3 separate regions of the Mus musculus genome follow, and all the other regions are linked to region 1. Evidence: chromatin contacts called from public HiChIP or PLAC-seq data. All regions are on one chromosome and are shown on one strand. Each heading gives the region's core, a stretch centred on a gene start, on an enhancer-like site or on the middle of the called end of the contact. The rest is flanking DNA. Distances are from core to core; before and after follow the strand shown.

The links. HiChIP or PLAC-seq counts read pairs in DNA pulled down with a chosen protein or histone mark.
Region 2: an H3K27ac HiChIP or PLAC-seq map of bone marrow-derived dendritic cells shows a contact between it and region 1, with 4 times the contacts expected there. The contact joins two enhancer-like sites. A contact is called at or near these places in 10 of 39 promoter capture datasets (3T3-L1-derived adipocytes, the HPC-7 cell line, the SN4741 cell line and 7 more), 9 of 484 Hi-C or Micro-C datasets (the G1E-ER4 cell line, beige adipocytes, bone marrow-derived macrophages and 6 more), 37 of 115 datasets of contacts at active chromatin or transcription factors (the HPC-7 cell line, the SCID.adh cell line, T-cell acute lymphoblastic leukemia and 29 more) and 4 of 9 other capture datasets (adipose tissue, liver, macrophages and 1 more).
Region 3: a contact with region 1 is called in an H3K27ac HiChIP or PLAC-seq map of the HPC-7 cell line, with 5 times the contacts expected there. The contact joins two enhancer-like sites. A contact is called at or near these places in 6 of 39 promoter capture datasets (the HPC-7 cell line, the SN4741 cell line, epiblast stem cells and 3 more), 4 of 484 Hi-C or Micro-C datasets (the G1E-ER4 cell line, bone marrow-derived macrophages, granulocyte-monocyte progenitors and 1 more), 24 of 115 datasets of contacts at active chromatin or transcription factors (the HPC-7 cell line, Th17 cells, bone marrow-derived dendritic cells and 21 more) and 3 of 9 other capture datasets (adipose tissue, liver and pancreatic islet).

What each region holds. Positions count from the first base shown.
Region 1 is chr5:142,910,333-142,913,865 of GRCm38.p6, forward strand. No RefSeq gene overlaps it. Among named protein-coding and RNA genes, the nearest start is that of Actb, 5.3 kb to the left of the region's middle. Within about 2 kb of position 2,204, at least 80 of the 459 cell types and tissues checked have an H3K27ac peak or open chromatin away from gene starts, as enhancers often do. A contact at or near this core is called in the HPC-7 cell line, bone marrow-derived dendritic cells, liver and 2 more, where this site is marked.
Region 2 is chr5:143,046,932-143,049,961 of GRCm38.p6, forward strand. All of the region lies in intron 13 of Rnf216 (ring finger protein 216), which reads right to left. It overlaps Gm43380 (a long non-coding RNA gene), which reads left to right. Exons shown (of 3, transcript XR_003955828.1): 2 at 1-3,030. Among named protein-coding and RNA genes, the nearest start is that of Gm43380, 9.5 kb to the left of the region's middle. Within about 2 kb of position 1,535, at least 145 of the 459 cell types and tissues checked have an H3K27ac peak or open chromatin away from gene starts, as enhancers often do. A contact at or near this core is called in the HPC-7 cell line, bone marrow-derived dendritic cells, liver and 2 more, where this site is marked.
Region 3 is chr5:143,075,411-143,078,709 of GRCm38.p6, forward strand. Rnf216 (ring finger protein 216) reads right to left here. Exons shown (of 17, transcript NM_080561.4): 10 at 2,017-2,067; 11 at 317-454. Among named protein-coding and RNA genes, the nearest start is that of Rnf216, 36 kb to the right of the region's middle. Within about 2 kb of position 1,546, at least 11 of the 459 cell types and tissues checked have an H3K27ac peak or open chromatin away from gene starts, as enhancers often do. A contact at or near this core is called in the HPC-7 cell line, where this site is marked.

The sequences.
Region 1 (3,533 bases), core at 954-3,453:
TGAGCAGAGGGAGTAAAGCAAGCATGTGCCTTGAGATAGCCCTAAAAGAACGTTCGCTGGTTCCGGGAAGGAAGCAAAGATTTACTTAGGGAAGTCTTTTTTCCCCCCGAGTTAGGTAGCTCAGTGGACAAAGGCACTTGCTTCCTTACTGTCTGAGATTAACCTCTGGAAACCACATGGTGGAAGGAGAGAACCAACTCCCTCAGTGGCCCTCTGATCTGCACATTAAAATCACACCACACATTCCCCACCACACCCACACCCACCCACCCACCTCCACACACAAATAAATGGAGGGGTTTTGTTTTTTGTTGTTATTGTGTGTGTGTTTGAGACTTCTTTTTTCCTTTTTTGGGAAGGGGAGTTTGCCTCCCTCCTAATTTTTGAAGATTTATTTATTTTATACATATGAGTACACTGCAGCTGTCTTCAGACAGAAGAAGGCATCAGATCCCATTACAGATGGCTGTGAGCCACCATGTGGTTGCTGGGAATTGAACTCAGGATTTCTAGAAGAGCAGTCAGTGCTCTTAACCACTGAGCCATCTCTCCAGCCTCAAGATAGGTTTTTTTTTTTTGTTTGTTTTTTTTTTTTTTTTTTTTTTTTTTTATGTGGCCTTGGCTATTCTGGAACTAGCTCTGTAGATCAGGCTAGCCTCGAATTCAAGACGACCATCCTGCTTCTACTTCCTGACTGTTGGGATCAAAGGTGTGCGCCACCATTGCCCAGCCTAAAATATTTGAAAAGGTTTATGTATTACTTTCACTTAGGTGTACCTGTGTGTGCCTGCAGGAGTTTATGTGTAGCACATGAATGCAGGTGCCAAACAGTTGAAACCCACCTCATGAGGACGCTGGGAACGGAATTCAGGTCCTCGGCAAGAGCAGTAAGTATTCCTAACCACTGAGGCATCTAACTTCTGACCTAGAACTCTTGATCCCCAGCGTCACGGGGAACGGTACCACACTCAGTTTACACAGTGATGAATTCTGAGTGTGTGTAGAGGGGGCTGTGTACATGTGATAGCTTGAAGAGTCAGGTCTCTTCACCTTGTGGGTCACCAGGGATCATCAGGCTTGGTGGTAAGCTTCTTTACCCACTGAGACATCTCACTGGCCCGTGTTTGCTCATTGGTTTTTCTTTACGGCAAGTTCTCATACAGTAGCCCAGCCTGGCCTCAAATCCAAGGCCAAGCACTTAGATTAGAAGCACGCTCCATTGAAATGGGGGAACTTATTAAAGTTCTTGGGAGAGTTTTGAAAAATCCTTTTAAAAACTACCTTCTGTCTTGGCCCCCTAGGGCACCAGGAAAAACTGCCCCACCCTTCTGGGGAGTTCCCAGACTTTCAAATTCAGAGTGATTTATTCAGAAACAGAAGAGAAACTTCCAGGTCTTCCCCTTCATACGCACTAGTAGAGGCCTTTCTGCTTGCCCTAGGGCAAGCAGGATTCCTGTTCCTTGCTTCCAGATGGGAATGCTACCCAATGCTCAGTGGGAAGGCAGTGAGGAATGGAGGGAGGCTAGGGTATGGGCTGATCCCTGGATCCAAATGAACAGCCTGCAGGGGAGTGGCCACCAGCTCTCTGTCACCCAGAGGCTGACCTTGCACTCTGCTGGTTGTCTAGGTAGACCAGAGCGCATTATGGGGTGACAATGAGCTGGCTCATTGTCCAGCTAGTTCAGATATTCAGTCAAGGTGATCACCAGTTCGAGGTCTGCCAAAGGTATATAAAGAACTTGTCTCAGAGAGTTTGAAGAAATTACTCAGTGGTAGAGCATTTGCCTAGACTACTCCTGGGGTGGGGGGGCTGGGGGGGGGCTCAGTGGTAGAGCACCCGCCTAGACTACCCCAGTTCGGGGTTGGGGCCTGGCTCAGTGTAGAGCATCTGCCTAGGTCCTTACAGTGAGGGGCTGGAGGTATGGCTCAAGCAGTTGCTAATTCCTGATGGGTGTTGTGGTGCGCATGTTTCATCCCAGCACTAAGAAGGCAGAGGCAGGTAGATCTTTAACTTCCGAGGCCAGCCTGGTCTACACAGTGAGTTTTAGAACAACCAGAGTAACAAAGAGCAACCCTGACTCAAACAAATGAAAAAAGAGTGGCCCCTGAAGCATACAAAACCCTGGATTCCACCTCCAGTACAGTAAACAATACAACAGGTAGACAGTCCAGAGTGTATAGGAAGCCAAGGTCTAAAGGTCAGGCCAATGCTGGATCATGTAGTCAATATCAGTAGAGGACTTAGCTTTAACAACCAGTGTGGCAGTGTACGCCTTTAACCCCAGCACTCAGGAGGCAGAGGCAGGTGGGCCTCTGTGAGTTTGAGGCCAGCTTGTTCCAGAACAGCCGGAGCTACACACTGAGAACCTGTCTCTAAAAACCATTAGATAAATAAATAGATAAAAATTCAGCCTGCTCTGGCTTTTGGAAATGCCCCTTGTAAGTAGAGAAGTGTAGTTACCTAGGGTTGCCCGCCTTGGAGGAAGTGGAATTGGGAGGGAGACTTGGGTAGATGTAGGTGTGTCTGGCCACAGCTGACTCATAGGCTGAGCCCTAGGGGTCAGCCTGTGCCTTCCCTCCTGGCCTACCCAGCTTGCTGAGAGCCTACAGGGCACTAGGAGCTACCCCTAATTTGCCACACCCCTACCCAGTCAGCCGGAATCTCCCTGTTCCTTAGATGAGCAAACGAGATAGTATCAGACCAAATATGGTGGCATGGGCCTATCACTCCAGCTCTTCCAGGGGCTGAGGGACTATGACTAGGAAAACGGGAGGAAAGACTATTTAAAAAAAAAAAAATAAATGACTATAGTGATGCACAGCTATAACCCCAGCACCTAGGAGGCAGAGACAAGCAGATTCTATGAGGTTGAAGCCAGCCTATCTAGTGAATTCCAGGCTAGCCTAAGCAACATAGTAAGACCCTGTCTCAAAATAAAAAGAAAAAAGAAAAAAGAAAAAGAAATAAAATTTCGAAAGGGCTGGTTTTGTTCTCAGTTGTCCAGCAGAACTGAATGGTAAGACCTTATTACTGAAGACACACTAGTCTTTGGTTTCAGAGCCTAGAAAAAAATCCCCCTTGAATTGACCTGAAAAATTCCTCTCTGCTGGCTAGCTTTCATGGTTCTGGAAGGTGCTAGCTATGTAGGCCACAAGGGTGGGGTAGGGGTGAGCATCAGTGGTATTACCCAGCAGCGAAGCCTGCATGCTACAACGGTGACCTGCCAAAGATCTGTTCATTGGTGTAGTAGCATTGGCATGAAGGCTAGGGCGGTAACCACTGCTTTCTGATTGGAAACCAGCAAGCAATGTAGGTGTAGACTGTAAACCTTGCCAAAAGCCCATGGCTCTGAAGATCACAGGCCCTAGGGAGGAATCTCCTACTGTTGTTTTACTAATGAATATCTTGTCAAGCTCCCTTCCAAATATTCATGCTTACACCCATACATTGACGTTGCTCCTAACATTAACCAGAACAGCCTTTCTCAAGGGGTCAGCTGTGAACACAGTCATGAGTCTAAGACTAGTGCTAA
Region 2 (3,030 bases), core at 285-2,784, 140 kb after region 1:
CCTGGGCTCTGGCACAGCACATGCGCCTGCAGCTGGGTTTTGTGGAAGACTTTTTTGTGAAAGAAAGAGGACTACTAGGGACTAAGAGGTACCAACTGTGCTTTTCAAGGCCCTGGGCAGTATAACTTCCCAGAGTTTCTAGACCAAGGCTGGCTGATGGATGGGCAGCAGATGAACTCACCTGCCCATGTAGTCTCCAGTCCATAGCTAGTGCTTTTCTCCCCCTCTGGAAAGGGAAAGGCACTGTGCAGCTATCTTAGCAGCAGCAACAGCACTTGCTTCAATGGGCATCCAAGGTTGTTGAAGGCACCTCATGAATGGAAAGTAAAACAACTAAAACTTCTGTGGCTCCTGCCCTCTAGTAAACTGAATGATAAATATCATTATTCCTGAGGTAGACACAGGAGGACACAGTAAAACAACCACTTTATTAGACCTTTGTTGTTATTGAGGCAGGGTCTTACTGTGAAGTTCTGACAGCCCAAGAACTCTTAGACCTTGCTGGCCTCAAATTCAAAAAGATTCTCTCCAGAGGGCTGGGATTAAAAATTCCTGATGTGGGTTTTCTGAATACACATGCTCAAACACATTCTCTAAGTCAGGTAACTTATTTAGTTCTCCAAGAGGAAAAAGGCTTGGGTACACAGGCAAGTTTGTGAAGGGTTGAGGATTCTTTACCACACAGGCCTTAGGGCAACTAGATAGGGCGTGGGGTTGAACAGGGCAAATGTTCAGCAACTATGGCCTGTTTTTCCCAAGCACAGGTCTCCAAGTGACAAGTGACCTGAGGTCTCTCATGGGTTGTGAGTCACAACTCTGGACAGCACTGGCTCTCAAGTCACAGTGGACTTGGCAGGAGCCAAATCAGGCAAGAGCAGTGGACCTTCAGCTGCTTTGTTTCCTGTGGTCACAACCACCACACACACATGGATAGTTAAAGACAGAAATGAGCTGGGAAAAAATTTGCCCCTTCTCTATGCCCTCAGGACTCTGACTACATGGACTAAAGAGAGTCTTTGGAAGAGCAGGGGGTTGGCCTTAACTGTCAAGTTGACAGAGTCTAGAACTATCTGGGAGATGGGCCTCTGGACATGACTGTGGGGGATTATCTTGAGATATTGAGACCCATCTATTGTGGGTGGCACTAGGCTGGAGACCTAGAAAAAGAGCTGACCAGCAGCAAGCGTTCATCATGCTCAGCTTTCTAAACACAAAGCGAACACATCCTTCAAGCTCTAGCCACCCTGCCTCACCCACCATGATAACTGACCCTTGAACTGCAAGCAGACAAACCCTTTTTTGCATTGGGATTATATTTTATCACAGCAACAGGGAAAGAAGACACAGGGCTAGAGAAACTGCTCTGCTGCCCACTTCCCCAGGGCCAGGGCTTGCACACTAAGCACTGAAGCTGTAGCAAACAGCACTGAGAGAGGAACCCCATGAAGGCAGACAGAGACAAAGAGATGCTAAAAGCTGGAGGGGAGGGGCACTGAGGGGAAGCAAGAAGCCCAAAGCTGAGCCTGTCACAAGTCATGCTTCCTCCCCTTTCCTCTTACACTCCATCCAAATGGCAAGTCACCAAGGCTGCAAATGCCTATCTCAGGAGTAATTAAATCAAATGAATCTCAGGAGAAGAGCTTTAAATATTCAAAGCCCCATTAATCCTCATGCCTTGTAATTAAATATGCATGCTAAGAAGACCTGGACAAAAGCAAAAACACTTTCAAAATGTGCATTTTAAAAATCTGTAGCATTAGCATGTATTTCTGTCCTGACCTTGTGGAAACTATGTAAAAAATTCCATGAAGCATACACTGTAGAAATGGAGAGAAGAATGCAGATACAATCTTGGCCCATACTGAGCTTTAAAAATGTGCCTGAATAAACAGTTTTCTCCTCTCTCCCTCTCTCTCTCTCTCTGTAAGCCTAATTCCAGGGCCTAACTTGAGTAAGGCAAGTGACTGACTGCTGAGTCACACCTCAGCCTGCAAAGACTTACTTTTAAGGACTTAGAGATTTGAACTTGCAAATAATGACCCCTTTTCCTTCTTGCAATGTGACCTGGACCCAGCACCTTGGAAACTTCTTGTTTCTGCAGTTGAGCTCCTCTCACTTGAGTCCTGTTAAGCTCAGTGACTTCTCAGCCCTCGGGGCCTACCTTCTATGTGACAGTCAGCATGAGAGAAGACTGCTCCAACACAGCATCCTGGAGGAGAGCAGTAAGATGGCCAGCCTTCCCTTGCAGGAATAGTGTGTGCCTGAAAACCCCCAGGGAGACTTGGATTGCCACAAGCTCTCTGGTCTCTTTCCAGAGCCCAGAGCCCTGAGGAGGGATAGATGGAATAGGAAGGAATGGCACTCCTGTTTCTCTGGTGAGGAAGTCAGGGTGAATGTTCTGTTGATGACCACATAGTTCAGTTTTTGAATGTCTTTCCAATGAGCAGGAGTTGCTGCTGGGAACTACCAGAGCCATGGGCAGGCAGAGTCACCTACTGAGTGTTCCAGTGACAATTCTACTTCACTGCTCTGTTCTTTTTTTTTTTTTTTTAATTGGGTATTTATTTCGTTTACATTTCCAATGCTATCCCAAAAGTCCCTCACACGCTCCCCCACCTACTCCTCTACCCACCCACTCCCACTTCTTGGCCCTGGCGTTCCCCTGTACTGAGGCATATAAAGTTTGCAATGACCAATGGGCCTCTCTTTCCACTGATGGCCGACTAGGCCATCTTCTGATTGATATGCAGCTAGAGTCACGAGCTCTGAAGGGGTATTGGTTAGTTCATATTGTTGTTCCACCTATAGGATTGCAGATCCCTTCAGCTCCTTGGGTACTTTCTCTAGCTCCTCCATTGGGGGCCCTGTTATAAATCCAATAGCTGACTGTGAGCATCCACTTCTGTGTTTGCCAGGCCCCGGCATAGTCTCACAAGAGACAGCCTTCACTGCTCTGTTAGAATCATTCACTTATTTAGAATACAAGAGAAAGGTTTTTGGAAACTTGCCAGAGCAGCCATCAGACGCAGT
Region 3 (3,299 bases), core at 296-2,795, 160 kb after region 1:
TCCCCATCTATGTCAGTACTGTCATTTTAAAGCAACTATAAAACCGTTTTAAAGTATGTGAAAAATGCTAAAGCATTTTTATATGCGCAAATAAAATGAAGACGAATCCTGAGCTCACCACTTCTCTAACTGTGACCAGCAAGGTGAGCTGAGACAGGAGCCCTGTGGAGCTAGATATATGGTGTGAGTGAGTCAGGACCAACACGACACAAATCAGGTTGTGCATTTATCAGCCATTTAGCAGAACCGTGCTCACACACAAGTGCTCCTGTTCATAAGCACGGTCACCTTTCTTACTTATGTGCAGCACACTTACCTTTCCAGATCCAAACACTGCCTCCTGGGCATATCTGATGAGACATTCTTTGCAGAACAAGTGAGCATCGGCGCATTGTGTCAGCTCCTCAAATGGAAACTCCCCATAGCAACAGCGGCATTCAATCAGCTGGCCATCCTATAAACCAAAAAAGATATATGTTAATACCCCATAACCCATCCCCAAGAAGTGAGGTCTCATCTACAGCCCTACACACTTCCTTGCCCTAGACACACAATGAGGTCAACACCAATTCCTATGAGACACCTAATAACAAGAAACATTTAAACCTAGCTCAGAAGCTAGGTACCATGTATGTGTGACAACAGTACTAAGGATACTGAGAAAAGGGGAACTAGAGTTTGAGGCCAACAAGGGCTATGGAATAAGATCTTGTCTCAAAAAGCAATTAAATTAAAAAAAAAAAGTCTAATTCAGGATATCAGTGTACACCATAAGTAAAAACAGCAAGCAGCCGCTCCGACAGATGCTGATATGACTATAAAAGGGTTAATAATAGCATGACACATTGTCCCAGAAGCTTTGTAAAGCTGGGCTTTGCTCCTCTTGTCAGAAGACAGGAGTGTGAAGAGATCTTAAGCCAATCTTTGCTTTTGGTTAAGAGAATGAGGAAAGCAGTTTAAGTCACATCCTTAAATAAATGTAATGTCAGGTTGACTGATGAGACAGGGCCAGCCAGAGGCCTGCTCACTGTCAGGATGCTCACAAAAGCCCCTAAACAGGTTGGCAGATATAGTATGGCAACCCCTGGCCCAAGGCTACATACAATGAATCTGAGTTCTACATTTCCATCTAGAACTGAGGAGTGGATTTCTGTAGCTTTTTGGGGAAAAAAAAATTTTTTTTTAATTATTTATTTATTTAATGTATATTATAGGAATACACTGTAGCTGTCTTCAGACACACCAGAAGAGGGCATCAGATCGCATTACAAATGGTTGTGAGCCACCATGTGGTTGCTGGGAATTGAACTCAGGACCTCTGGAAGAGCACTCAGTGCTCTTAACTGCTGAGTCATCTCTCTAGTTCCCAAAAAGTAAAAAATTTAAAATGTAAAAATGTCACATTTTGCTTTATAATGTTTTCTCTGTAAATGTATATAAAGCTATTTGACGGTGGTTCTTCGTGGCTTCTTCTCTTATCTGTCTCCTAACAGTATCTTCTCTGGCTCAGCTGTCACCAATGTCTTCACAGTCCACTAGTCCAGCTAACTTAACTGTCTCTCATTTATCTCTACTCTTTTCTAACCCTATGTGCAACCTTCCTTCTTTTTCCCTGACCTACCCTTCAGTCTCCTGACTTTTCCCTATTAATACTACTCTCTCCAACTCCTTTCTTCCTCCTTCCCTCAGCCTCTGGCTCAATTTTATATCTTCTCCTGTTCCTAGAAGTCCAAACGCCAACTGCCACTGAAGAACCTAGGGTCATTTAAAGGGCCAAGCACATAAAAGATTTTGTAGTATGGATTTCTGCTCATGCTCTTTAAGAACATATCTATCTCCTTTAGTTCCGCTTTGGTATTGTATAAAGACAGCCTCCTCTAGCTGATGTTACTGACTGTGACTTGAGTGAACCACAAACTGACAAGTCAACAGGGGATTTTATATAGAAAAAGTTTGATTTTAAAAGCCCAAATGAGAAAACCCAGAATAAATTAACTTGGTGAGATTTCAAAATACCTTTTGATACTGTTCTTCATTCATCTGCAGGGCGAGCAAGAAGTCTTCATGCTGAAGAAGAAAAGCATCACACATTCAGGTACAAAGAAACCACAAACCACTAGCATGCACCTCATCTCATGCACATTACTAACGGTGCCGCTTCTCTTAACATTGTCTAGTAGATGAGAAAGCTACCAGAGCATAAATCTACAGAGTAAATAAAGGAACGCACCAACACAAAACACTCTGCAATAGCACGAACAGCAAAAGCAAACACAAAGCTAAAGGGGCCAAAACCAAGTCTGACAACACACTTTGCAGGTTAAGTTGGGAAGCAAACAGCATTTGTATATTGTATATTGTATTGTATATTGCTGCAGAAGGCAGAAACTAGCTGACCATAAAGAAGGAGTGTGGTAGGAACTCAAAAGTAAAAAATAATTTTTTTTTTTCCCAGATAGACCTCTCTTATGTAGCCCTGGCCTGGCTGTCCTAGAACTCACTATGTAGACCAGGCTGGCCTCAAACTCATAAGGAAGAACATGTCTCCCTCCTGCTCAAGTGATTAAAGGCACAGACACAATGCCTGGCCAAAACATGTGCCTACAGGGCATTTTCTTAATTAGTGATTAGATGAGGAAGGACCCAGACCATTGTGAGTGGTGCCATTCCTGGGCTGGTGGTCCTGGATTCTACAGGAAAGAAGGTTGAGTAAGCCATGAGGAACAAGCCATTAAGCAGCACCCTCTATGACCTCTGTATCAGCTTCTGTTTCCAGGATCCTGCCCTGTTTTCAGTTGCTGTCATGACTTCCTTAGATGATGAATGGTTATATGGTAATAATGTAAGCCAAATAAACCCCTTCCTCCTTATAGAAGTAACAACAGAAAGCACAACTAAGGCAAGACCAGAGAAGCCAGCCCACTCTACCATGCCAGAAAGCAGATGTGGTCAGAGACTACCAGATTAGGACAAAGGGGCTGCCACTGGTTAGAAGGACAACTTGGATACAAGGGTAATAATAACTACAAATAACAGATAATCCATTTTAAAAATCATTTTGGGTAGCCCTGTGATTTTGAATTTAACTTTATATGCATAGGTATTTTTCCTATATGCATGTGTGTGTACTATGTGTGGGTGTCTGGTGTCCACAGAGGGCCAGAGAAAGTCATCAGATGCCCAGGGACTGGACTTACAGATAGTTGTGAGCCACCATGTGGGTGCTTGGAATTGAGCCTAAGTCCTTTGGAAGAGCAGCTATTTCTTCATCCTCCCATGGTGGTGTTAACAAATGTGAT